Linked DNA regions of Mus musculus: all the other regions are linked to region 5. The links are chromatin contacts, called in public HiCAR-type and promoter capture Hi-C maps. All regions are on one chromosome and are shown on one strand. Each heading gives the region's core, a stretch centred on a gene start, on an enhancer-like site or on the middle of the called end of the contact. The rest is flanking DNA. Distances are from core to core; before and after follow the strand shown. Region 1 holds the start of Pdcl (phosducin-like). Region 2 holds the start of Zbtb26 (zinc finger and BTB domain containing 26). Region 3 holds the start of Strbp (spermatid perinuclear RNA binding protein). Region 4 holds the start of Rc3h2 (ring finger and CCCH-type zinc finger domains 2). Region 5 holds the start of Rab14 (RAB14, member RAS oncogene family). Region 6 holds the start of Ttc16 (tetratricopeptide repeat domain 16).

Region 1 (4,163 bases), core at 566-3,065, 2.2 Mb after region 5:
CAACAAACCCCAACCCTGGATCTATGCCATAGTTTACCAGGCTTTTGTTATAGCAGGCAAAAACAAGGCTTAGATAAGGCACATTTCTTTGCTGAGCTTTGCAACAAAGGCTGAAGCTGTTAACAGACCCACTGATGTATGACTTCCAGGAGCCTGAGAGGGGCATTACTGTCTACTTGTGTGAACTGGGTAAGAGGAATCTTTTGGTGTGGTTTTTATTCGTATACACTTTTAGTTTTAAGACTGCTAACAAATTGGGAGAAAGTCCTCAGGGAAAACTTCAAAAGGGACTACCAAGGGTAGGTATACTGTTGAAACTAAGTCATTCACTCCTTGCCTCACTAAGAGCCTAGATACATGGTCTCAAGCTGGACCAATTATAACCAGCAAGTCTCCACGACAAAACTTAAATAAGAGCCAGATGGTTAAAGAACACCTAGGACCCAGATGTTTTGGGAAAAGGTACAGTTCAGTGCTTTAGAAGTCTGTTTAAGACTCCAGTAGCGCAGGGCAGTGGTGGCCCACGCCTTTAATCCCAGCATTTGGGAAACAGAGGCAGGCAGATTTCTGAGTTCGAGGCCAGCCTGGTCTACAGAGTGAGTTCCAGGACAGCCAGGGATACACAGAGAAACCCTGTCTCAAAAAAAAAAAAAAAAAAAAAAAAAAAAATTAATTAATTAATTAAAATAAATTAAAAAAAGACTCCGGCAGGAATGACTAGTCAAAAACAAAAACAAACAAACAAAAACGTCCTTCCTCTAAGCATACCAAATATCAACACTGCGCTGCCTTCAGAAGAGACTTAACATATGGTATTTACTCTATTACAATTTACCTCTCTCCCACACAGCAGATTCCAGTCAGGACAGAGCACTGTGCACGCTGAACAGCAACCAAGAGGAAAGTGCCAGCACCAGGGGAAGGAAGAAAACTTTTACAATTTCCTTGTCTGGGATGTGCCAGAGGGCCACAACTCGGTCCGATGAGTGAAAAACGGGGCCAGAAGAGGAGGAGTGTACTGAGGAGACTGGGCTGCTGAGAGGTGAGAACACTGGCAGACAGAAGTGGCATGCACCCGCAGTGCAGAAAGTAAACCTCAAGTGGGGATAGTAAACTTGAAGAGGTGGAGGATCATGAAGAGGGTGGAGCTAAGGAGAGGCACAGAAAAGGAGGAGCAGTGATATGGGCAGGGCCAGTGAAAGGCTTCCAAGAGAGGCAGTTAAGAGTGTTAAGAGAAAGTAGGACAGTGAAGAAGACAGGGCTGCACAAGTGGAACACAGAAGGGCGGGGCTAAGCTTCCAGGAAGGCGGAGCTTATGGGACAAAAGGGCAGGGACAGGATGTTAAGTAAAGCAGAGCTGTAAGGACGGAGTGGAGAAGGCGGAGCCATAAGGAAGGTGGGGCTGAGGAGGCGGAGTAGCGAGGAGGACAGGGCAGGGGAGGGCACAGTGAAGAGGGCGGTACTGAGGAGGGACGCTCCGAGTCTCCAAAGGAATTTGAGAAGTACAGAGGAATTGGGATCCAGGAGCCGGGAAGCAAAGTAGTTCGCCCAAGGCGCGTAAACTCCTGCCCCACCCATGTCTAGGCCCGCCGCTTCCTCCTTGCCGACGCCTGCGCAGTTAGTTACCTCGCCTCGCTCAGTCTGCTCCTTCTAGACTAGCAGCTCCTGTCACCAACAAAGGACGCTCGCCTAGAGAAAGAGAAGTGGCCGAAAGCCTTGAGCGACAGAGAAAAAGCTGCCGTGGACTCTGCGGACCAATCACACGGCCTTCCGGCGTCGCGGCGGACGCACGCTACCCAATCACAAGAAGCTTATCTCGGCGTCTGAGGAGGAGCTACGGGTCTTAGCTTAGGACAAAACTCGTAGATGTGTATTTCTAGTTAAATATGAAATTTTTATTAACTTACGTTCCAAGTTTCGAGACAAATTACAAAGGAATATTAAGGCGAAAAATAACTCGAAAACATTAACTTCTTCAAGAATAAGTAACTCAAAGAACAGAAGTTGTATGACAACCTGAATTGGATTGCTGGACTGGAAACGAGCATGGACAACTGAAGAAATTTGAATAACTCTTATCAACTAATGTTAGTCAAATAGTTGACTCTGTAGTTTACAGAGTTTACAACAGTTATGTATAATGATTACCTTTGAAAATTCTAGATTAAAAAAAAAGTCAAGGAAACTACCCTATGTTTGAAAACTTTTGTTAAACCTCAAATGATTTCAAACTGCTTAGTTGGCGTGTCTTGTACACAACTGTGAGATTGCAAATTAAACCGTGTGCTAATTAAAACATATCAAATTTGCTCGATTTGTATAAAATGCAGCGTTTAAGATAGGGCTCTTAATTTGAAAAGGGGGTTTCTTGATTCCTGTTTCTAGGACCACCTAGATGTTACTGCAAATTTGTCTATGTTCACATTTTAGAATTTCATCTTCTTGCCCCAACTGGGTGGTGGGGGTGATGGAGTGGGAGAGCTGGATGAGCCATCAGACCTGACTAAGCTTCCAACGTCCACCCATTTGGCCCAGGATTGGGCTAGTATTTGGGCTAGACTCAGAAATGCAAGGTACCTCCCCATGCCATCCCACCCCCACTGCTACCCCTGCCATGCAAGTTCTGTGCAGGGATAACATACTGTGGCCCCCAGGTTGAAGGGTGCCCAGTGCCCCCAAGTTAACCTGGAGACCTAACCTGAGGGCTAGGCAAGAGCTGGAGTGGAGAAAAACTCAAATGGGACCTGGGGCTTTTCCTGGACCGTCTCTTTGGAAAGATGTCAACTGAAAGGAAATAAAACTGTAATTCATGTAATGTATGTTAAATAGCCCAAAGAGTTGTTTCTGAGCTTTGAAACCTGGGGCTGAGAACATAGCAGAACAGACCAGGACATGCCCGGGCAAGCCCATCGCCTCCCTAGCTCCCACCCCTCTGACCTAAGTTAAATGTTACAGGCTGCTGATGTTTAAATGGACCAATCATGTGAAACCGCGCCAATTCCTCCCCCAGCCCCACTCCTTTTCTATAAAAACCCCTAGCTTCCAAGCCTCGTGGTCGAATCCACTGTCTCCTGTTATGTGAGATACGTTTCGACCCGGAGCTCCGCCATTAAAAACCTCTTGTTGTTACATCAAGGTGTTGTGTTCTATTCGTGATTCTTGGGTGCACGCCGAATCGGGAGCTGAGTGGGGGTTTCCCCACTGAGTTCTTTCATCAACCAAGAAGACCATCTGCTGCTCTGAGGACCTTGAGCTTAGTTTCAAGAACATGTGTAAGCTGCAGTCTCTGTTGTAGAAGTGTGTGGAGGAGGTGGAGGACGAGAGGGGCTGGAGAGATGGCTCAGCATTTTAGTACTATAATGCTCTTCCAGAGGACCTGGGTTCCGTGCCCTGGTGCAGGCCCACAGGAGAAAGCAAATGAGTAGCCAATGAATGGGTTAGCCTGACCCCAGCACTTAGCAAGCCTACTTTTCACTGCTGCTTTTGTCTTACTACCCAGATCATACTCTTAATAATTAACTTGTCAAAGTTACAGGGGTTGGGGTGGTGGTAGAGAATCAGAGAACACCAGTCAAATGATGCTCTAATCTGTAATCTTCCTTCAGGCTTATAGACATCAGAATGGTGAGCATGATGATCTATGGACAGCACTAAGACCACGTAGAGAGAACTGATTATTTCAAGAATGCCCACGGTGGTACCCACACAGCTATGATTAAAATTAGACTCCTCAGAAGTCACATATAATAAGCCTTTGCATCTGTGACCCCCCGACAAAGGGTTTCTATTGTTGTGATGAAACTATATGACCAAAAAGCAACTTAAGAGAAGAAAGGGTTTATTCAGCTTACATATCTATATCACTGTTCATCCCTAAGAAGTTACAACAGGAACTAAAGCAGGGCAGGAACCTGGAGGCAAGAGCTGATGCAGAGGCCGTGGAGGAATGCTGCTTACTGACTTGCTCCCCATGGCTTGCTCAGTCTGCTTTCTTATAGAACCCAGGACCACCAGCCCAGGGATGGCACCACCCAAAATGGGCTAGGCCTTCCCCCATTGATCAATAATGAAGAAAATGACTTATAGCTGAATCTCATGGAGGTATTTCCTCAATTGAGGCTCCTTCCTCACTGATGACTTTAGCTTGTGTTGAAGTTAACACA
Region 2 (4,475 bases), core at 1,501-4,000, 2.2 Mb after region 5:
AATATTTAAAAATGATGATGCTTATACTCTTGCACTAGCCAAAACTCTGCAATTTGAAGAATATATAGGAAATGGCTAAGTGAACAGCCTTTTACTAATGCCATCATTTTAACAGATCAAAACAGAAATGATGAGATTGTGACTATCTAGAGAAATTTAAAAAAGAATTTAAAACAAAGAATCAGCTAAACAATGACCATGCTCATCAAGGTGAAGAACAAGAGAGAAACTATCCAAATAACTCTAAGATATTTGGCTTTAGTGGCTGGATCTCTTGGTATGTCATTCAGTTAACCTAGCGACTACTAGAGGAGATGATCATAGGCTGCTTATCAAAATCCACCAAAAGAGCCTTCCTGGCACCACCAGGGGAGCTGGTTAGAAACACACCACACATCAAAAGCTGTAGAAGAAACCTCACTGAAATGGTAAGCAGATTGTAAATGAAAACATTAGAGTACAAAAAGTACACCTAAGTTTGCATAGAATGGAAGTGGACCTTAGGACAGAAGAAAGAAAAAACATATACACAATACAACATAAACTCATCACTTACCTCTTCTCACCCTCGCTATGCTTAGAGGTCTCCTTTTTAATCAAGAAGCCAATTTTTCCTTACACTCTCCCACTCCTTGACTCCCATCTAGTCATAACACAGTACAGTGAGTACAGCACGGACTCTGGAGTCGTATTTCTACAGTTAGAACTCTGTTCAGCCACTTACTTATCCAGTCTGTTTCAGGATTCTTTTCAACCAATAATAAATGGGGCTGCTAAGGAAAATTAAGTAAGTTCATCATTAAAGAAGTAATTGTTTTATGAGTGTCTGCCTGCATGTGTGTATGTGCACCACTCGCATGCCTGGCGCATGGAGGCCAGAAGGTAGGAGATCCCCTGGAACTGGAATTATGATAATTCTGAGACACCGTGTGAGCTCTGAGAACGGAACCCACATCTTCTGCAAGAGCTGTATCTACTGACTATCGTTCCAGCCTATTAGTTAATTTTCAAATGAACTTAGAATGGTGCCTGCTATGTGCTCTTTAAACATGTTCAGTAAATAAACAAATCTTTCACGTTTCTCCAATGGAATATCAAACCAGTTGAGGCCTCTGATATTTTATATTTCATTACCTCATCTACTAAAATTGCTTCTTACCCATCCTGTTAACAAAAAAGATCCAAGGGATTCTCTTCAAAATCCTCTTCTGATATTTGGGTCACCCTAGTTGCTTCAACCCTGTGTTCTTTTCTCCCTTTTACTGTTGGCTCCAATTGGAGTTCCTGCTTCATTAGCGTAGCCATTGTCCTCCCAGTAACCTTCTTTCTCAGTGCACCCTCTAGGATGCCAGATCTTCTTATGGTCTACATGCTATGACGCTGAGGCTCATCTCCATATCTGTGTCCCCAGCTCCTACACTGGGCAGCTGTATGTCACTATCCCTTTAGACATAAATTCAAACTCAAAAACTGAATTTGTAATTCTTTGTGGTTTTATTTCTGATTATGGCATTGCTATTCTTCAAATGTCAACTGCTTAAATTCTAAGACTTACTTTTTCTTCTCTTTCAGCGTATAATTATCTATGACACATTAGCACTTGCCTCCTTTCTTGTAACAATACCGTAACTCTACTTTAGATTTTAATGCATCTCACCAGGACGTCATCACCTTTTCAAAATAATCTCAAATATAAGTACCTAGACTTTAGCTAAGAGAACCCAGAGTCAGCTATTTCTATTCTACAGGCTTCCCAGAGAACAAAATTACTTTCTGTAGTACAAATCTGACCATATCAGTTTCCTGCTCAAAGAGCTTCAAAAAGATAATTCATCTCATTTAGTGTTGGTTAAACTTTTCACTATTTGGATTTCACTTTACTTCTCCAACTCAAACTCTTATGTACACAACCTCCCTGTCCCTATTCCTTTTTCTCATAGTCTGTAACGTCTCAGTACCACTACAACTTTTCTTTTTTTGGAAAAAGTAATTTCACGAGTTCTCTTTATCAAGAAGTAGGATTTAGAGGCCACTCTCTTCTACAGGCTTCCCAGCAACTGTCCTTAGAGCAGTTGATTAAAGTAACATATTGCATACCCTCCACCCTCTTACGAACATCAATTTGCTTATAAATGTCGCTTCCAAACTGGAGATGAACACTGGATATTTGATGAACCTCTATTGAATGGCATAACACCAGTAATTCAAAAGGTGCTGTAATCCGCGGTTGAGCAAGGGTAAAACCCATCAAAACCTGGCACTTACAGTAGACTCGCGGTTGGCACTGAAGGCCTTGCCTTGGCTAGCTCCCGCCGTTCAGTTTTCTGCCGGCCTCAACTGCAGCACTTTTTACAAAATGCCAGAGTCTGGCTTCCTGGCCAGCTACAGGGCCCTATATAGAGGGTCTCAGGAAGCGGTCCCTGGGGCATCCTGAGATTCCCCACTGCAGATTCGGGAAGGGGAAGAAAGTGGGATGCAGCATGGGCCAGTCCAATGGCTCAAAAGTCTGGGGGCCTAGACCAGCTCCTTGGCTCCCATCCCAGGGCAGGTTGCGGCCGATCCAGGTCCCCACGGGGGCTCCATTTCCAGAGACCCCGCACCCTAGCCCGGCTCTCGGGTGGCCTCCGAACTTACAGACCCGGGGGGAAGGTCGCCATCTACATCTGGCAAAACCAGGAGCTGCGGCCCCTCGGGGCTCCGGGAAGGGGGAGGGGCAGGCAACCTGAGCCAAAGGGGGACCCAACGGAACCGGAAGGGCAGCCCTGGCCGGACAAAGACAACTTCCAGGTCCCATGGTCATCTCCGCCAATCGGAATGCTCGGAGGACGACGGGCCCCTGAGAGGGACTTTCCGCGTTGTGGGCGGGGCGAGGCCAGGGAATCGGGCTGCGGAGGGTCGGCTTCGTGAGCTCTGCTGCTTGTGGTTCTTCGGTAGAAGGCGGGCCCGAGCTCTCTTCTTCGCGGCTGCAGTCACGAAGTGCTCCCGCTGACCGTTGCCTGCATGGGCCTGAGCAGCCTGTCTGCGAACAAGCCGTGGTAAGTCCCTCCCGCCCAGGGATGTGGACTCGCTGCGTGGGAGCCTGGAATGCAGAAAGCTGTTGTTGGGTCCCGTCCCTTGTGGATACTGGTGTTTCTTAGGAAATCTTCCTTTTATGTTCCCAGGTCAATCTCTTGCCTTCCTTATCTTTGGTTACCCTAGCCGTTCACAAATCTGTGGTTAACCTGAATACCTCTCTTGAGCACTGGAGCCAGCCACTTAGACCGATTTCCTGTTGTCCAGTGTTTAGTGTGCCTTTTTCGTAACAAGTTCATGCCCAGGCCTACCTAGCTATAGTTCTTGTTTGGTGAAACAATCATACAGGGCCTCTTCCCAAAGAGAAAATCTGGAAATCATTCTGAATTCCCTTTACTTTGCCCATCCACTTAGTTATTGCTTTCTCTACATTTGTTTTATTTACCGTTTGGTGGTGTTATTATAGGAAACAGAAATAATTATCAATTTAATCTTTTTCCAAGCTTAAAGCTAAGTGGCTTTGTACAATGTTGTATAACCACTGCTAGCTATTCCCGCATTAACTCCTTGTATTATTTTGTGGATATCCATTTTCCGTAATATCTGTTGAAAAGGTGAACTTTTTGCCCATTGAGTGGACTTTTTGGAAATCAGTTCGCTTTATGAGAGTTTCTTATTGGGCTGTCTAGAGTACGGTGGTCTATGTTTATTCTTGTGCTAGTACCATACTGCTTTAATAATCGTAACTTTGCAGGCAGTTTGGCATTTACTGTGAGTGCTCCATCTTTATTCAAGACTGTTTTGGTTCTTCGAGATGTTTTTCACTTCCATCTGAATTTAGTATCAGGAACTGGACCTAGGACTTTTCATGATACGCAAATACTGTATTACTGAGCTACATCTTCAGCCATACTTTTGTATTGATTTGAGGATTGACTACCATTTCTTGGGAAACGGCTTTTGGAACGTTTTTTTTTTTTTTCCGTTTTTGTAAATCTGTAGGTTGCTTTGAATAGTATTATTATTATTATTATTATTTTATGTCTTCTTGCCCATAAACACAAGGTGCCTCTTCAGGCCTTTTATATAAATTATTTTCAGAAATGTCTTCTTAGTTTTCTGCATTCTTGGTTCATTCACACATTTTTATCAGGGTCTGCCTCAATTTTCATAGTGCTTATTGCTAGTGTCTAAAAAATACATTTAAAAAAAGCACTGCTTTTAGCCGGGCATGGTGGTGCACGCCTTTAATCCCAGCACTCGGGAGACAGAGGCAGGTGGATTTCTGAGTTCGAAGCCAGCCTGGTCTACAGAATGAGTACCAGGACAGCCACTGCTATACCGAGAAACCCTGTCTCGAAAAACAAACAAGCAAACAAACAAACAAAGCACTGCTTTTTAAAAGTGTGTTTGCATAGCTCTTGCAATTCATTTATTCAGGTAGCCCCTCTTGTGGACTCTTT
Region 3 (4,437 bases), core at 60-2,559, 2.5 Mb after region 5:
ACCCTCCGCTTCACTCACTTCTGCTGCCCTTTTACTGCTACACACACCTCCTGCCTTGACATCTCTCTCCACCCAACCTAAAACCTCCACATAACCTCCTTATCCCCATTTCTCTCCCAAAGCCCTCAAACTCAGTACCTGTGTAAACCACTCCTCCTCCCACTTGCTCTATCCTCCTCTACCCTGAATACAGAACCAAGCCATTTTCCCCAAGCCTGTCAACCCCTTCCTGTCTCCTTCCATACTTCCCAGCCAGATACTCACTAGGGAACTCCTGACGTCCTGGGCGCACACACACAGACAGACATCTCCTGCCTGAATACCCTCAATTTCAACCGCCACCATTTGAGAGAACCCCCTCCTCTGACACTCCTTCCCTCCATCTTTTGGGGCTCAGCCTGCTCGCCACACTCCCAGCTACGGACCCCTCCTCCGCCATTTCCCTTCAGGCGTCCGGTGGCCTTCCCGCTGCCTGCCCCATTCTCTGCCCCTCACAAGCAGCGCTAACCAGGGCATCTGCTCCTTCCATTTCTGCCTAGAGGTGCCCATCTTGTCCCTCCCTCCACCACCTCACTTGCCCCTGCCCGCCCCAAATCCCCCTACACACCCATCCGAATCCCCAAACGGAACGTCCTCCTTCCCTCTCGAGCCCGACCTAGGCCCCCATGGGTCCCCCAGGCGTGCCCTTGAGGCCCTGGTCACCGTGGGGCCGGGTCCCTCAACGCTCCCTTACACCCAAATCTGCCCACACCCTGTGCCCGCCCCCCGAGCCTCTCCCCAGCTCTTGCCCGCAACGTCCTCCAGCACCTGCCCCGAGTCCGGAACCCTCCCACCTCCCCAGAGCTGGCGCCCCGCACGCTGCCCACGCCCTCGGGAGGTTCAGGGCCGGGACCCGCGACCCCGACCCCGAAAGCAAGCAAGGCGACCCGCAGTCCTGACGCGGACCGGCCGGGTACCGCGGCGGCGACCACAAAGCTCAAGCCGCGGGGCTGGGATTGCGCCGCGCTCCTCGCCTCAGCAGCCGCCGCCGCTGCTAAGGACGCACAACAAACAATGCGGGGCCCGGGCAGCCTCCGCCAACTGCCTCAACCGCCGCCTCAACCGCCGCCCGCCCGGGACGGCCCGCCGCGCAGGCGCCGGCCCCGCCGCAGCCTACCCGCGCCGCCGCGCTCCGCCCGCGTCCGCTCCCCGCTCCCGCTCCGCCGCCGCCGCCACCTCGTCCGCCCGCGTCTCCGGCTCCTCAGCACAGCGGCGGCGGCTGCGGCGGCTGCTGCCTTGGTGGCGCTCGCGGATCCGAGCTCGGCTTCGGCAGCGACCGCGGCGGCGGCGGCAAGCACGTGACGCCGCCGAGCACGCCCATTGGCCGATCCAGGGGGCGGGGCCCGCGGCTGCTGGGGAACGGAAAGCCCGCCCCATCGCCCTCCGCGCGCCCCCTGCACGCGCGCTCTGCCGCACCTGAGAGCTCCGGCCAGCGCCCGCCGCCGCCGCGCCGCGCTGTCGCCTGCGTCAACTGCGCACCTGGGAGCGCGCAGGGCGCTCAGGCCCGCGGCCGCCGCCTGCACCTGCGAGACCGCTTACGTAAACTGCGTCCCGCCCACCTCGCGGCGCCTAGCCCGGGCCGCAAACCGTACCTGAGCCCCGCTGTGCCTGCGGCGGTAAGCGTTGCTGGGCGGAGGCCAACTGCTGAAAAGAGCTAAGCGCGCATTAACTTCGTAACTGCAGGTTCTGAGAGCTGCTCCCGGCCGCAATGAGAGCCGGCTTCCCCAGGTTCTGCGTCCCGGTGCGGGATGCTTCTCCAGCTCCAGCCTCGGCCTTTACGCTAACGGAGTAAGCGCCGCAATGCCTCCCGGGTGGAGGAGGGGCAGGCAGTACCTTGGCTGAGTAAGAGACTCCGATCCCTCCTTGATTCGCTCCCCCTCCCACTTGCCGGTTGTGTGACCTTGGCCAAGTTACCGAACCGCTCGAGCTTCAGTTTCCACTTCACAAAAACTAAAACTGTAATTCCTATTTAAGAGCCGTTGAGCAGATGGCATAAAACAATAGATATGAATTTTCCTGGCACATAGCAAGCACTGAACAAAAATCAAAATCTCCTCTCCCTACTCCACCCTTAATGGCCCGGGAAATCCTTTCCCTCCTTATTTCCCTCCTTAGGTCTGGAGTAGTCTAGCTAAACACCTACCCACTTTGTTCCAACGGTGGTACTGGGAAAGAAATAAAAGGTTCAAGTTTTATTTTACAGCTCTACGTTGGCATCTTCTTAGTGCCTAGCATTCTCCCAGGGGGTTCAGCCCATGCTTAGTGTGTGTTGCATGCTCCACACTCGGCAGGGTGCTAGAATGCACTGAAGAATAAGTCAAGGTCCTTAGCCTAAAGCAAACCTAGCAAAGAACCCCACTTAATTTGAGCAGACAGTAGGGGACTGACCTCCCACACTCCCCCTGGTAGGTCCCCTTCTCATCTTGCTCCTGTACCAGACTCAAATATTAACAGCTCTGGACTGGAAATGATTCTCAATAATACTTGCCTGACATGGACAAAGTCCAGGGTTGCATCCACAGCACTACCAAAATATATGACCTCAGTACTTCATTCACAGAATATGTTAATACTTAGAGTTAAAAAGCTTTGAGTATGGCCTTCAACTTCAGGACATACACACTTCCCATTGCCCCTCCTTGACACTTCATTAACAACAAAGCTGTCCTTTCCTAGCTATCCCCAGGTCTGTAACATATCCCTGAAGTCTATGCTAAGCCCCAGATCACTATGTCTGATTGGCACCTCATTCTAGCCTTCTGGAAACCTGGTTGTTCTATCAGTTTAGAACATACTCCATCTGGAGCCCCTTGACTGCCCTGAGACACAGGTCCAGACTCTTCCTGCTTGTGCATCACCAGTTCAACAATGCCTTGTTATGTCACCAAGCTGTAGTTTAGCTCAGTCTCTTCCCTGGATTGTAAGCATCTTGAGGAAAGGTTCATCCCTCTGCCTGAGTAAAGTTAGGAAAGACCACATACACAGAGGATGAGATCACTAAAGCTGGGTTTTACAGTATAAAAGGAAGTCTGCCAGGGGAGAAGAGACACTGCAGTGCACAATACAGGTTTGCTGTGCACTAGCTGTGTGACCTTGACAGATCTAGGTCTTAGAGCCCTCATCTGTCATTTTGCATACCTCAGAGTACTGTTACTAGGAGTCAGTGAGACTACATTTAACATATGTGGCCCTTAGAATTCTAACACTTATAAATTATATTTTTTAAGTAGGCAGAATATATGGCATTAAGGATTCAATAGTATCTCTTGTTTTGTTTTTTATTGAACTTTTAACTCCAAACACTCAGGACAAAAACAAGCAAGTGAGGGTAGGCTAGATGTCTCAGCAGGTATAGGTGTTGCTGCCCAGCCTGACAAACCTGAGTTAAAATCCCAGAGCCCACATGGTTTAAGGAAAGACCTTACATGTTATCCTCTAACCTACTTCCACAGGAGTGATATGCACATATGTGCCAATATTCATATATGCACAGCATAGAAGTAAAAAAATGTTTTTAAAAAATTAAGTAAAACATTGAAAAACAAGTAAATAATACAAAAGTAAGGAGAGTGTAAAAGTTCACATTTAAAATGACCATCACATTCTCTGTCCCTCACTCCACTCCATCTGCTACTTGCAAAGAAAATTTTGTCATGTCTCACTTTACATGTCCAGAGAAATATGAAAGTTGTAACCAAGTATGGTGGTGCCTCTTGCAATCCTAACATTTGGAAAGCCAACGAGGAAGGATCAGAACCTCAAAGCTAGACTCTGCTTCATAGAGAGTTGTTGGCCAGCCTGGGCCATGTGGAACTCTCTTAGGGGACGAGGTGTGGTTCAGCTGTAGAATGTGTGCCTCGCTGCTTGCCTAGAGCATATGTGAAGTCCTGGGTTCCATACCCAGGATTGCAAGAAGCAAGCCTGTAATCCTAGCAAATGACAGGTAGAGGCAGGAAGATCAGGAATTCAATGCCATCCACAGGTATTTGGTAAGCTCAAAGTCTAAAGCCAGCTGGGCTACATGAGACCTGGGTGGTGGTGGTGGTAGTGGTGGTATTGTTGTTCTTACTGACATTGTTTCATTGGTTTGGTTTTATGTTTTGGGTTAGTTTGGTTGGTTGGTTGGTTGGTTGGTTTGGTTTGGTTTGGTTTACAAGACAAGGTTTCTCTGTACAGTCCTGGCCGTTCCAGAACTCTCTCTGTAGATAAAGCTGACCTTAGTGATTCTCTTGACTCTGCCTCCCAGGTTTTATGTTTTTTAAGGAAAGAAGGAAAAAGAAGGTTACAAACAGCTCATGTGCTATGATATATATGTTATATTTGCATTAATAAAACATCAGAAAGTTCTAAACATCAGTCACTACTGATCTCGCCTAGAAACTAGTATTGGATATAAAA
Region 4 (4,686 bases), core at 1,418-3,917, 2.2 Mb after region 5:
TATCAAAAAACTTCCAGCAGTGGTGGCACATGCCTTTTATCCCAGCACTCAGGAGGCAGAAGTAGGTGGATTTCTGTGAGTTCAAGGCCAGGATGGATTACACATAAAAAAAATAAATAAATAAATAAAAAAAAAACCCACAAAAAAATACAACAATCTCTGGTTTTCAAAAAGAAAAAACCATAGCGGAATCAATTTTGGTGGTTTATTTTATAAGTAAAATATCATTTTAACATGTAATCATGTAAAAACCTAAATATTAAAATGTTATAGAATATTCCATTAAGTCTTTGAAATGTAGTATACATTTTGCATTTAACAACACATTTCAAATTACACTAACTCCATTTTAAGTCCTTAACTGTCACATGTGGCTATCAAGTAGTAAAAGCAAATCTCGACTACAAATAATATAAAATAATACTCAAGATCTGATTTTTATTAGAAATTTTGAGGTACGAGTCACACACTTAAGGATTTAGAAATGGAATTAGAAATTAGAGATGTAATCAACAATTCTCACGAGACTGGGTACAAATCATCTTTAATTTCCAACTAGCTTTATTTTTAATCATAGACTTCCCTTTTCCATCTCTAGGAAATGAAATTTCAACCAGGTCCAACCAAAAATAAGCATGTACTTATTACAGCCTTGTTAAGCCAGGGATGGTGGTGCACACCTTTAGTCCCAGTGTTCATGAGGCAGAAACAGGTGTTCTCTTGAGTTCAATATTAGCCTTGTCTACATAGTGAGTTACAGGACAGTCAGGGCTACTTGTGAAGGGGAATCTTGTCTCAAAGAACAGAACAAAACAAAACAAAAAACAAAATAAACAAAACTTTTTACAAATTTATAGCATTTTTACCCATCACATAACGTACAGGCTCTAGTCTTAAAATATAAAATCCTAAGTGTAGAAAATAATGCCTCTGACAACTGGAAGGCAGCAAATTACAAACACAGAAACTAAATTAATGAAAACATGAACAAGAACGTCTTCTTGCATGTCATACTAACACAACAATAACTCATGGGGTAATTCAAAGGCTCCACTAATGAATTAGATTTCAATTCAATTCTCGAAGAATAAAAGCCTGTTTAATTATGGTACCTGTCTTCCCTAAACAAGACTAGAAAATATATTAAGTGTTTTGTCCTTCAAGCAATTTTCCAAACTCTGAATGTGGGAAACATGAATCACCAAATCAACAAAACAATGGTAATATTGGAAAATAGCCTTTAATAGGATAGAATAGTCTCTGGGTTTTCAAGAACTGACTGTGTTAGTAAACAATTTAAGTAAACAATTTAACATGGATATTGATGTCAGATCAGTGATGTAGTTTTTTAACCACATAAAAGGTAAAAACAGGAATCTACAAACTATTCTTAATGAGTCCAAGTCTTAGGCTGTGTATACAAGTTAACCACAAAGAGACTAGACCCACCAACTAGAACATTCGTTTCTTTCCTTCTGTCAAATAATATCACTTTAGTGTGCCATTATTAGCTTTCTCTGGTTAACTCCAAGTTTTTACTGGAACTTTAAAGCCTGACTACTAAAAATGACAGGAAGATTTGTAAAACACTTTTAACACTTTATTCGGGATATAAAGTCAACTCTAATTACAGTGGGTCAAGATGAGAAGAAATTCCTTAGGGTCCTAAGGTTAGGAGGACAGTGGGATTAAAAAGAACCGAGGTGGAGCTTAAACAAAAATCTAAACAGGTTGAGAATCACTGAATTTGAATACTTAATGTCTGTGATTACTTTAGACTATTTTGGTCTGAAGGCTGTGTCTGCCAGTATCTTAAAAACTCTGGTGATTTCAAGGATGGAAATGACAGCTACCCTTATCTCCTTCCTAACGACAGAAAAGTACAGCTGTTTCTCTTAGAAACAAAGATGCTTTCTACCATTCTCCTAAGATGGTGGAAGAGTCTCCTTATGAGGCTCCCCCAAGGAAAATAATAAGAAAGGGGGAAAGAAAACTATAGCAGAATTCCCTGGCTGTGCTTCATGCCATCGCTCCTAGTCACATCCCCTGGTCCAGCCATCTCCCTCCAGGGAGGTTAAGCCCTCCCTGGGCATTGTTTAGCCAGGGTCCCTATTTACAACACTCAGATCGCCTCCATCCCAGCGCTGTGGTCTCGGTAAGCCCAAGGGCTGAAAAGAAAACGCTAAGACAGGACCTGATCTCGGGGACCTTTTCGAAAGCCCCTCTTCCTACATGGGTTAAGCAAAGAAGGAAGCCGGCCTCTGTTCGGGTGGGATCCTCAGTGGTCAGAGGCGTCCCTTCAGCCGGTGCTGGAGAAAGGTGGCCATCTGAGCGTTTCGCTTCGCATCAAAAAGCCCTACCAGAGCGAGGGGCCTCTCTGTCGTGTCAGGTGCGGCCCGCGACTCCCAACCCTCGGGGTACCGGCGGCCACCGTGCACAGGCCGCCGGGCAGAGACAGCTCCCCGCCCCACCTCTGAGGACCCGGCAGCCGGGCCAGGGCCCCAGCCGCATCTTGCCCGCCCCCGCCCTACCTGAGGGGCCCGGGCGGGGTCGCTAAGGGCCGCTCCCGGGGGCCCCGCGACGGCGCGGCTCGGCGACGGAGGCGCCTCGTCTCGCCGGGGCAGAGCTCGGCGGCGGTTTCAGGGCCTCAAACTCCATCGGGAGCTACAGGGACAGCCCCGTTGGCGGCGGCGAAGGCCGCGACGGGGCCTCCTCCTCCTCCCTCCCTCCGCCTCCTCCTCCTCCTTCTCCTCCTCCTCCTCACCACGGAGGCGGACCTGGAGGGATCCCGATTTAGCTCTCGCGAGAAGATACTGTTCACTTCACGCGAGATTACGCAAGCCCGGGAGTTGGGGCAGAAGGGAAGCGTAGTGGCCCGGCCACCAGAACTGCGCATCAGTTTCCCTCTGAAGAAGAAAGCCACCCTCGTCACATGACAAAGGAACCCCAGAGTACTGTGGGAGATGATGCGAGGACTAGGCAAGACGAAGGGCCTTATGGGAAACTCCCTGCACATCTAAGCCTTGACCAGGAGGCTTGCAAGATTGAGCCAACGTTAAATTTATCATCCATAGAGCAGAACCTGCTTCATCTATGTTACAGTCTACTTTACTCTCTTTGTAGTGAGATACTAACCAGATTAGCAAATAATTCTCCAGTTTACAAAAACCAGGACCAAAGTGAAAACGTTTGGCAAACCCACCTACCTCATCTAAAATCCCAGATGCCTCAAAAGTGAGAAGGATCAAATTTTACAAGTTTTGGAATTATAACTCAATATTTGTTAGAGGACTTATGGCAACCTGTAAGGTAGGAATTATGAAGAAAGACTGAAAATAAGGATGAGAAAAGCAACAATTATAAACAAATATGCCAGGCTGTATGATAACTGATATTTTAAAAGCATTTTAGTTTTATAGTTAATTTATCAAAGTAATCCTAAAAGGTTAATATTGTGAATCTATGCTAATGATGTGCAACTGAATGTGAAACAAAATGTTCAGCAACATCCATGATAATAATCTGTATGTAAGTTAGAATATGGAAATTTCTCTAATGAAGCTTTAAATATACATGAGTTATAATCCAGATGTGGGGCTGGCGAGATGGCTCAGTGGTTAAAAGCACCGACTGTTCTTCTGAAGTTCCTGAATTCAAATCCCAGCAACCACACCGTGGCTCACATCTGATGCCCTCTTCTGGAGTGTCTGAAGACAGCTACAGTGTACTTACATATAATAAATAAATAAATCTTTAAAAAAAAATGCAGATGTGATGGTGCATCCCTGTGAACCCAGCAATTGAAAGGTCCAGGCAGAATCATAGACTGAACTGCTTACAACTGCAGCTCCAGTGACACAAAGCTTCTGGCAAGTGTGACAAGATCGGCTTTTTAGTTTTTGCATTTTGTTTTTTTTTGTGAAAGATCCATTGGCCCCACCTGTTTGTTGTTTGTTTTGTTTTCTGGTGCCTTGGCTAGCCTGTAACTAGCTCTGTAGACCAGGCTGGCCTCAAACGCAGAGATCTGACTGCTTCCCAAGTGCTGGGATTAAAGGCATGTACCACCACCTGGCAGCCCCACCAGCTATACATTAATAACTCATTATTCATAATTTCATCCAATTATGTTAATCAAAAAAGAAAGTTTCCCAACAATCAGGTGTACATTTTGGTATTTTCTTTTTGTTTTTGTTTCAAGACAGGGTTTCTTGTGTAGCCCTGGCTTTCCTGGAACTCACTCTGCCTCTGGAGTGCTGGGCTCAAAGGTGTGCACCATCACCACCTGGCACATTTCTGTTCTTTTCAACTGGACAGTGATGAGTAATTTTATATATACATGTTCCCTAACCTACTGTGTGTGCATTTTCCATTCTACTTCCATTTGATATTTTTCCATTTCACACAGGAAACATTCCCCAAACATGGAAAACCACATTAAAAGTTAACAATCACACCTTCCTTTCCCTATTATGTTTTTTAGACAGGGCTCAAAAACCTGTATAGTCTTGGCTGTCCTGGAATCACTCTATAGACCAGGCTGGCCTTGATCCTTGATATCTGCACGACCCAGCTTTCCCTATCATTTTTTAATCACTGGCATTTTTCCAAATTAATTTCAAAAACTTAACAATTGTTTGTCTACCTCCATTAAAATACAAGCCCTATGACAGTTGGTAATCTGTTTAT
Region 5 (4,300 bases), core at 1,238-3,737:
AATATTAATAATAATTTGTCTCCTGCATACTTTTAAAATACTTGTGTATGACTGTATGTGTGCACATGTGGCACACATGTAGATATTAGAGAGAATAACTAGCATGAATCCTTTCTCTCCTCCTTCTGGGTGGGTTCCAGAATCTAAGTCTGGTTGTCAGCGTGGCAGCAAAAGACTTTACCTACTGAGCCATCTTGCCAGGCCCACATTGCTAACGTTTTTAATGTCATAAACACCTCGAGAGCTATAGTTTGAACATTTTTATCTTACAAGTCTTGCTAAGAGTATGCAAATAAGACCTATAAAACCTGGCTGCAAGAAATTTTCAAGCTCTGTTGCAAAGCTTAAGTTTACAAATATACAATTTAACATGAAAAATATAAAGCAAATTTTTTTAAAAAGCCTTAATTCCAAGGAATTTTCAATAGCAATTATAATCTAAGGTTTTTACACCTTTACAATAACTCCACTTACTGAGCCCCTAATATAAACTAGCTACTTTATAAACAATTTCTAACCCTAAAAATTCATTTTACAAGTTAGGAAACCGGGTCAGAAGTGATTTACTGATGGTTATATACTACTAAATGGGCAGGTAAGATTAAGCCAGAGTCTACTTCGACAGTACTTGTCCAACAGATATTAAACACCCATTATATGGCTAGCAAAACTACAGGCAACTTGCATGTCAAACCTGAGCTTTCTTTAATTCTAGTTAATCCTTAAAATGACCCTGAAATGTGGGCACAATTTATAAGGACACTGAGTCTGGGAGGTTAGCTAACTTGGTTAGGATCAATTCAGTAACTAACATGTAGGTATGGTTTGGGCGATTTTACTTGACCATGCACGAAAGCGTGTAGGCTAAGGTTTTGTGCCTTGGGTTCTGCCATTTCCTAGTTACACTGAATTCCCGAGATAATCGCCTGCTGCAGGGAAGGGAAAAGAGGAAGCTGCATTATTAATGGGTCAAATTTGTACTCAACAATCACATTTACATAAAAGGTAATTGAAACAACATGTCATGACCAGTAAACTTTCCAAGAATTTCCATACTTGGCTGTGCAGCCACCAAGAACATAGCTTTCTTCACAAATACGGAGGACATGCTACCACCACCTCTCCTCCAAGGAGCATTTGCCAGAGTAGCAGCTGACATGATAGATTTTGGGTCTTATCAGTTCTCACCCAGTGTGAATGGAGAGAAAATGGAATTCAGTTGTCTCCTCTCTGAACCGATCCAGTATTGTGTATCTCAGCCCTCGTGGAATGTACTGTAGTACAAAACATACCAGCCAGGATAGGGAGAAGCCATCATTTGTGTTCCATCATTACTCAGCTACAGGACAACTTCTGGCTTCGGTCCGTCCCTCGCCCCTTATTAAAAAAATGCGGAAAACTCTCAAAAGGCACTCGAAGCAAGCAAGCTATGTGTGAAGACACCTAAACCCGTGTCTGGCACACACTGGAGTTTTAGCGTTCCCGTTCCATCGTCTTTTCTCAAATTCTCGAGATGCCCAAACTTTTTCCCTTCGTTCTTTCTAGATGCTGTCTAGGTTCCAACCAGTGCAGGCTGGCCAGGGACTTTACAGGGATTCGGAGAACCTCGCGCACAGTCCCACACGCCCAATCCTCAGCCGGGACGACAGAGCGGTGGCTTACAAGGACACGGGAGCCAGCCCGAGACGCCGAAGCGCTGCCTTTTGTTGAGGCCCTGTAGGGTGGGACTGCCACGGCTGGGGGCTCGTGGGTGGCAGGCCGGCGCGCCACGCGTGGGGCAACACTGCGGGGGTGTTCTACAGCCGCGGGCAAAGGCGGCGAGACTCGGGCCTGCGGAGGCCGCGGCTGTGCCCCGCAGGTCGGACGGATGAGGTGGGAACACACCCTCCCTGCACGCCTCGGAGCCCGGCTGCGGGCAGGGAGCGCGAGCCGCCCGGGACGGCGCGGGCGACAGCTCGCCCCGCGGAGTCCTGTCAGGCCGGCGCCCTCCGCCGACCCCCGGGCTGGCCGCGGCCTGCGGGGCCCAGCCCGGGACGCCGCCCGCCTACCTCTCGGCTCGCCTCCGCCCCTTGGAAGGGCCGGGCTGGGAGGCTGGCTCCGGCGGCCCCTGCGGAAGGCCTTGGTTACCTGGGGGGTTGCTGGTGGCTGGGCAGCTTTCCGGACGGGAGGGGGACGTCAGGACGAGGAAGCGGAGGGCGGACGCGGCGGGAGGGAGGCCGGAATCCGTCAGCCGAGGCCCTGGCAGGTAGGCGGGCTGGCCGGAGGTTGCAGACACTCGGGTGGCAGTCGCGGTGGCGGCGGCGGCTGCTCCTGCGGCTCCCTCAGGATCTTCCTCGGGCTGGCCCAAGATGGCGGCGCTCCCTGCACAGGGTTTCCTGTCACCCTCGCAATGGGCCGGACCACAAAAGAAGGGGGGAGGATGCGCGCGCAGCCAGCGGAGCCCGGAAGAGGGTGGTGGAGACTAACCTGACGGCCACGCCCCTTCGTCAGTTCGCCCCTCCGGAGTAGACCCGCCTCGGCCTCGGCCCGCCCCCACTGGTCCTCACGCCTGAAGGAGGCGGGGAAAGGAGCCTGCGCAAGCGTAGTCGTGTGCCACGCCTCCCGGCGGAGTTACTGCGCAGGTTCGCACGCTGTTTTCTAAGGGTTGACAGTGTCTGTCCAGAATTGTCGCCGTTAGAGACCTAACTATTTTTAATACGCGTAACTGCTTATCACTGGGCCGCCTCTGTATACCGGCTTCTGGAACACACACGTATTTACTGCATTTATTCAACATTTACAGACCAATTGGAGACTAGTAGGAACAAGGCTGGCCAACACCCAGAGACGCTTCTCGTGCCATCAGAGGCAAAAGGGTGGTTCACATTGACCAACCCATTTGTATAATCATGTAGCTAGGAGGTGGCCCTTTCTTGTGTTTCATCTTTGTCTAGCTTAACCTTGCTTTGCGGACACCAGCAACAGGAAGAGGGAAACTTGACATTTTTACTCCCACCTTCCCAAGACACTTCCCACTCCCACCTTCCCAAGACACCTTGGTGAAAGCAACAGTTTCACTTTCTTGGTCTTTCGTCTTTTTGCCTTGTAGAACCTGGATGTGGATTTACTTATCTTACATTTACGTTTATCTTACATTTCCTTTTTTTATCTTATTATTTATTTGACATTTACGTTATTTATCTTACATTTACGTTTAATTTATATTTTACAATTACATTGCCACAAGGATGGATATGTTAATAACGCAAAGCAAAGCAATTTTTTTTTTCAGCATAGAAGTTGACCTTTTTTCTCCTGATTTTTTTTGAGGAGTGGAGTGGGGTTCAATACAGGATTTCAGTATGTACTTCTGGTTCCCCTGGAACTCACTATGTGAATCAGGGTGGCCTCTAACTTGCAGAGATTTGCCAGTCTCTGTATTCCCGTGTTATGGTTAAAGACATGCACCATCACACCCAGGTTTCCCCCCATGATTTTAAAGGATTTGGTACATATCTTGTGTGTCTCTGAAGGGACTATGGACTGTAACCATTATCCCTACCATGCCTAGTGGATAAAATGGCCCTTTCCAGAACCCCCAAAGAAAAGTCGCAATTCTAAGCGTTTAAAACCTTTCGTTGTAAACTGGTTCTGCCTTAGGAAAGTGAGATGTCATTAGAAAAATACATAGCAGTTTGAAAATCTCTTGTTTTGATAAATACATGATACAGACAACAGTTTTATACATGTCATTTACTTTCTCAGGTCCTCAGACTTTTCTCCAAAGTAAGGATGTGATATCTAATTCCTATCTTTCTTGTTAAAATTAAATAGACAATGCATACAAAATTCCTGGCATATAATACCTTGAATGGGGACTATTATTATTTGATAAGCATAAGGTACTCTCTTCCAGTCCTGGAGGTCAGTGGTTTAATTCATTGTGGTGGTTTAAATAAGAATGGGCCCCATATGACATATATAAGATAGAAATTGGTGCCATGGACTGGGGTGTTGTGTGACAGTCATGACCATTCCATTTGTTGGAGGAATATGGAAACAACTGGGACTTTGGACTAGAAAAAGCATTGGAGATTTTAAGTGGGGCTTAATATGCCATCCTGGTAGGAACATGGAAGACAGTGCCGAGGGCAATTTGAATAGGAACCTACTCAAGATATTTCAGAGGGGAATAATGAGTGGCCTAGAGGCCATCCTTGTGATATTTTGACAAAGAATATGGCCACTTTGTCCTAAAAATTCCTGGAGGATAAATTGAAGAATTAATGAATTAATGGCCTTGGAAGAGGAGATTTCAAGA
Region 6 (4,727 bases), core at 1,898-4,397, 2.4 Mb before region 5:
AGGGAGGTGAAGTGACTCGCCACAGGTCACACAGGAAGTGAGCTAGCACGACACAGGCCCTCAACAGTTCTATCAGTTATCTGAATGCCTCGAGGGCTCTCCTGCCTTGTCTGGTATATTTGTCTTATTAACGTTTCACAGTGTAACTCATACTGGCCGGGAACCATGCAACCCAGACAGACCTTGAACTCATGAGACTCTTCCTGCCTCAGTTTCTGGTGTGCAGAGTGTGCAAGCCTGAGCCACCATGTCTGGCCCAATGTTTCTTTTTTATGATGTGCATTTATTCTGTGGTGTGTGGGGGCAGGCACATGCCGCAGCACACGTGTGAAAGTCATAGCTAACTGTGGCAGTCTGGTTTCTTCCCACCGTGTGCATCTCAGCTATCACACGGAGGTAGTCAGGCTTAAGAAGCAGATGCTCTTACCTGCTCAGTCGTGTCACTGGCCACCCAAGCTTCTTTGTAGGAACTGAGGGGCTTGGTGTTTTGTGGCACTGGTGCTTGGACTCAGACCCTTTCCTAGGCAAATGGTCTACCACTGTTGCACTCAACTCAACTTCTAGCCAATATCTGACTTTCAAAAGAACTTTCAAAAGACACTGACGGTACTGAGATGACTCAGTGGGTACAGGCACTTCATCATCAGGCCTGCCGATGCCCAGGGCCCACCCACATAGTACAAGGAGACATCTGACTTCTGACCTCCCTAGGCACACAGATGCACACATACACACAAGCACACATGCTCAAGTCAATGTCAAAATAAATGTTAAGCAGTTAAAATTCCACTTAGTACTAGGGACAGCACTCAGAGCCCTCTGTGTGCCAAGCTGCCATCCTACCACTGAGTCACACCCCTTACGGACCCAACCCACCCAAATCGAATTTAAAATTTAGTTCAGTCATACTTGCCACACTGTAAGGACTCAACATTTCCATGTGGCCAGTGGTGACCCTATTGGATAGTGTGGGTAGGTCAGAGCCTTACTGCAGAAGTTCTAGACACCTCCAGCTAAATTAATAAATCAGCGATGGGGGCAGCTGGTGTAAACAGGTGCACAGACCGGGAGTCCCCAAGAACTCAGATCCTATCCCAGGAAGGCTCCCTGTAGGTGAAGGGCAAGCCAGTAGCTGGGGATAAGGTGAGAAGTCCCCTGCGGGTGGGGCAGCTGAGGCACCTGTAGGTAGAGCACAAAGGCCAGCCGGTTCAGGTACTTGTTATTCCCTGGGTCATAGGAGTAGGCCCTGCGGAGGTTCTGGAGGGCAGAGGAGAAGTCACAGAGTTGGATGAAGGCCTCAGCACGGAATACATAGAAGTCTACCTAAAGGCAAAGAGACCCTGGCTGTTATTTCCTCTCCAACTTCTTCCCTTCCAGGTGGTTCCAGAATCTGATGGTCCTGGGAGGAAGGGCTAAGCAGGTTTGACAGTGACAGGGGGTGGGGGACTTATGCCCAGCCAGTTGCTCCCTGGGGACCACTCTGACTCTCCTCTTACCAGTTTGGGGTCCAGGTGGAGGGCACGGGAGAAGAACAGCACAGACATCTCCCAGTCCTCTTGTAGGAGGCACTGATGGCCTTGGTTATAGCTGTGAGGACAGGACAGGACAGGACAGGACAGGCAGTGGATCTGGTATTGATCTGGGACCAGCCCAGGACCTTCTCAGGGCTAGAATGGGGTATGCAGGAGGGAGGGCTGAGGTAAAGAGGCTGCAAAAGCCATCAGAGCTCCACAGAGGCCAGGCTGACCTTCCTGGAGCTCTTCCAGGGCATCAGCCCCTTATCCCTCTACCCTCGCTGTTCACTGAGACCCAGAGAGGGATAGCAGCCAGCTTGCAGCTGAACCCAGTATTAATAATGGTTTTGTAGAGTAGGAACCTGGAGTTGGAGACAAAGAAGTCACTCACTACTCTCTGACTTTGGCAGGCACTGTTGATCCTATCATCCTTCGTTTTGTAGGATCTGTCATAACATAGAACACATGACTGGTCCCAAAGATGCGTCGCAGGATCTTCTCTGGGGCTTCAGGAACCTTTAGCTTTGGAGTTTTCTGGGAACGGGCACTGTGAGGCTCCTGGAACCAAGCCAGGGGCAGTAAGCTCAGAAGGCCTCAGGAACACTTCCCCCAGGAGCTTTGCCTACTGGAAGAGGTGTGAAGAGGCCTCCTGGTAGAAGGCACACCTAGTCTGGGGTTCAACAGTCCCCCAGGGCTCCAACATTTCTCTAGCCCTGCCTCTCTCCCTGTCCTGTGGTCAAGGTCAAGGAACCACTGCACCCTCTGCTCTCCTCTTGGGCTTTGTCTGCTCTCACCTTGTGCTCTAGCTGCTCATCGTTTTCAGACCCTGCTGCACAAGGTTCCTTGTGACTCCCGCCCTGGGATTCTCACACTCGTCAGGTCACATTGAGCAAGCACTTCACCTGACTTCTTCCCAGGGCTTCTCACCTCTGTGTGATCACCCTTCCCATAGTCACCAGAATCGGGGAACCTATGTCTCATCAGTCCTCAAGTTCTGTGTTTCACTCCTCAAAATCTCTCCACTTGGGCTGGGCACGGTAGTGCATACCTTTAATAACCCCGTTCTAGAGCTAGAGGCAGATGGAGTTCTCTGAGTCTATAAAACAAACAAACAAAACCCCAAAACGTTAAAACAACAACAACCCCCCCAAAAAATCTCTCTGCCCTCTCTCTCCCTTAGGACTGGGAGGCCAGTCACCCTTCTCCCCTACCACACTACAAATGATGACCTCTGACCTCTCCCAGTTCCCCTGAAGGGCTTGACTGGCTCTTCCTCAAGCCCTTCTTGCGGCCCCGACCTCTGCCTCAGCTTTCCCCTTCTCAGCCCTCACCTTGCTTCTGTCTGTCATGGCCAGGTTTCTAGGCTAACTTCTGGGCTAAGCATACTCTGAGGTTCCCTAGCTCCGTTGTTGCTAGGCACCAGGTCCACGATGTCCATAGGCCCCGCCCACTTGGCCCCGCCTCCGAGAGTCACTAGAAACTCAGCAAGGCAAGCCAAGGCCTAAGTCAAGGAAAGAACCTATGGGCAGTGCACGCCGACGCGGGCCAGGGTAGAAACTTAACGAGGTACCAGCCCTCGAGCAAAGGCCGAGCAAAGGCTGAGCCATACAGGGTGACGCGTCGCGGAGGAATGCACCCAGACACTCGCCCGGGCCCGCGATCCACCCACTTCCGCCCCGCAGAGACATGGCGGACGCCAAACCCAGCCTGGATTGGGCGTCGCTGGACATGTCGTGATGCTATTGGCTTAGGGATGCCTGACGTCAAGGGGCGGGGTCCTGGCTGTGAATGGGAGTCGGCACGTTGAAGTCCGGTCTTTTTAGTCCAGGGATGCGGCGGAGTTGGGCCTTGAGCCGGCAGGTTTCCGAGGCTCGGTTCCCCGGGAAGCGGTGGCTGGTGAGTGGGGCGTGGGTGGCTACACAGGGACGCGGGGCTTGGCTCCGCAGCTACGCTTACATTTAAGTGTATGCGTTGTATGCATGTGCCCTGTGGCTGTCAGAGGGCAACTTAGGAGAGGGTTCTTTCCACCATGTGGGTTCTGGGGATCGAACCCAGGTTGTCAGGGTTAGCAGCAACCTTACCTTCGGAACCATCTTTTCGGGATAGTTGTCCCTTTTTCTACTTAGTCAAATAGGCGCAATACTAACTGGCTCCAAACTTTTAGTTTTGCTCTTGCACCAGGGAGCGGCATCCTCTGGCTGGTGGGGCCTCCAGGAGTTCCCAGACCCTTAAGTGCTCCTTCCCAATACTGTCGCTTCTGTTTCCTGGTCAATGTTTTGGGTCCTGAGTGAGTGTTGCCTACAGGTGGCTGGCCTGGGGAACCACGGAATGCCCGGCACCCGGCACAGTGTGGGCATGGCGGTGCTGGGGCAAATAGCAAGGCGACTGGGAGTGGCGGAGAATTGGACTCGTGACTCGCGCTGTGCTGCTGACCTCGCCCTGGCCCCGCTCGGGGATGCTCAGCTGGTACTGCTCCGGCCGCGGCGCCTCATGAACGTCAACGGGCGCAGCGTAGCCCGAGCTGGTGAGTTGTAGGTTTCATGGATAAGAGGGCACAGGGACCAGAGAGAGGGTTCAATTGTGACAAGTGCCTGGTGAGCCCCAATTACTACAGTGAAGGCTTGGGGAAGCCTGTTTACATATGGGGGTTGTTGTGACCCCTCTGAGCAGATATGCAGTAACTAGAGTGTTGTTTCCCTGTGCCAAGCGGAGCTGTTTGGGCTGACTGCGGAGGAGATCTATCTGGTCCATGATGAACTGGACAAGCCGTTGGGAAAGCTGGCTCTGAAGCTGGGGGGCAGCGCAAGGTGAGGCTCTTATGTGCGTAGGTTTGGGTAGGGATGCTGGCCTCTGTTGGAGTGGAGTAAGATTGTTGAGACTATCTATCTCGATAGGCTGGGCTGCTCTGAAGAAGGCCTGGGCAAGGGAATGGAGGAAGGGCACTGCCTCAGAAAGTACTAACTGCTCTTCATATCCCCTCAAGGGGCCATAATGGAGTCCGTTCCTGCATTAGCTGTCTGAACTCCAATGTGAGTCTACCCTTCTGCCCTGCCCTGGGTGGGGGTGGCTAGCATTGACATTGTATCTCACCAATGCATCCTCATTCCCCTGGGACCCTACAGGCAATGCCAAGGCTGCTGGTGGGCATCGGGCGCCCCACACACCCTAATATGGTGGAGAACCATGTCCTGGGCTGTTTCTCCCCGGAGGAGC

The links. Promoter capture Hi-C pulls out the DNA fragments that hold promoters and counts their contacts. HiCAR-type assays count read pairs that join an accessible place to other places.
Region 1: a HiCAR-type map of astrocytes shows a contact between it and region 5, with 5 times the contacts expected there. The contact joins the promoter of Pdcl here to the promoter of Rab14 in region 5. A contact is called at or near these places in 5 of 39 promoter capture datasets (3T3-L1-derived adipocytes, cranial neural crest, frontonasal cranial neural crest and 2 more) and 1 of 115 datasets of contacts at active chromatin or transcription factors (astrocytes).
Region 2: a promoter capture Hi-C map of pre-B cells shows a contact between it and region 5, with 4 times the contacts expected there. The contact joins the promoter of Zbtb26 here to the promoter of Rab14 in region 5. A contact is called at or near these places in 3 of 39 promoter capture datasets (the C10 cell line, hippocampal neurons and pre-B cells) and 2 of 115 datasets of contacts at active chromatin or transcription factors (astrocytes and embryonic stem cells).
Region 3: a contact with region 5 is called in a promoter capture Hi-C map of pre-B cells, with 5 times the contacts expected there. The contact joins the promoter of Strbp here to the promoter of Rab14 in region 5. A contact is called at or near these places in 2 of 39 promoter capture datasets (liver and pre-B cells).
Region 4: a promoter capture Hi-C map of pre-B cells shows a contact between it and region 5, with 5 times the contacts expected there. The contact joins the promoter of Rc3h2 here to the promoter of Rab14 in region 5. A contact is called at or near these places in 5 of 39 promoter capture datasets (3T3-L1-derived adipocytes, cranial neural crest, hippocampal neurons and 2 more), 1 of 484 Hi-C or Micro-C datasets (B cells) and 2 of 115 datasets of contacts at active chromatin or transcription factors (astrocytes and epiblast stem cells).
Region 6: a contact with region 5 is called in a promoter capture Hi-C map of pre-B cells, with 2.2 times the contacts expected there. The contact joins the promoter of Ttc16 here to the promoter of Rab14 in region 5.

The regions. Positions count from the first base shown.
Region 1 is chr2:37,357,517-37,361,679 of GRCm38.p6, forward strand. It overlaps Pdcl (phosducin-like), which reads right to left and starts at 1,816. Exons shown (of 4, transcript NM_026176.3): 1 at 1,627-1,816.
Region 2 is chr2:37,440,422-37,444,896 of GRCm38.p6, forward strand. Zbtb26 (zinc finger and BTB domain containing 26) reads right to left here and starts at 2,751. Exons shown (of 2, transcript NM_199025.3): 1 at 2,266-2,751. It overlaps Rabgap1 (RAB GTPase activating protein 1), which reads left to right and starts at 2,864. Exons shown (of 26, transcript NM_146121.2): 1 at 2,864-3,035.
Region 3 is chr2:37,702,036-37,706,472 of GRCm38.p6, forward strand. Strbp (spermatid perinuclear RNA binding protein) reads right to left here and starts at 1,310. Exons shown (of 18, transcript NM_001379315.1): 1 at 1,157-1,310.
Region 4 is chr2:37,420,236-37,424,921 of GRCm38.p6, forward strand. It overlaps Rc3h2 (ring finger and CCCH-type zinc finger domains 2), which reads right to left and starts at 2,668. Exons shown (of 22, transcript NM_001100591.1): 1 at 2,532-2,668.
Region 5 is chr2:35,198,633-35,202,932 of GRCm38.p6, forward strand. Rab14 (RAB14, member RAS oncogene family) reads right to left here and starts at 2,488. Exons shown (of 8, transcript NM_026697.4): 1 at 2,128-2,488.
Region 6 is chr2:32,772,486-32,777,212 of GRCm38.p6, forward strand. It overlaps Ttc16 (tetratricopeptide repeat domain 16), which reads right to left and starts at 3,148. Exons shown (of 15, transcript NM_177384.3): 1 at 2,846-3,148; 2 at 2,563-2,610; 3 at 1,906-2,072; 4 at 1,497-1,587; 5 at 1,180-1,323. The coding sequence starts at 2,863. Ptrh1 (peptidyl-tRNA hydrolase 1 homolog) reads left to right here and starts at 3,336. Exons shown (of 5, transcript NM_178595.3): 1 at 3,336-3,410; 2 at 3,819-4,038; 3 at 4,222-4,321; 4 at 4,498-4,543; 5 at 4,637-4,727. The coding sequence starts at 3,345.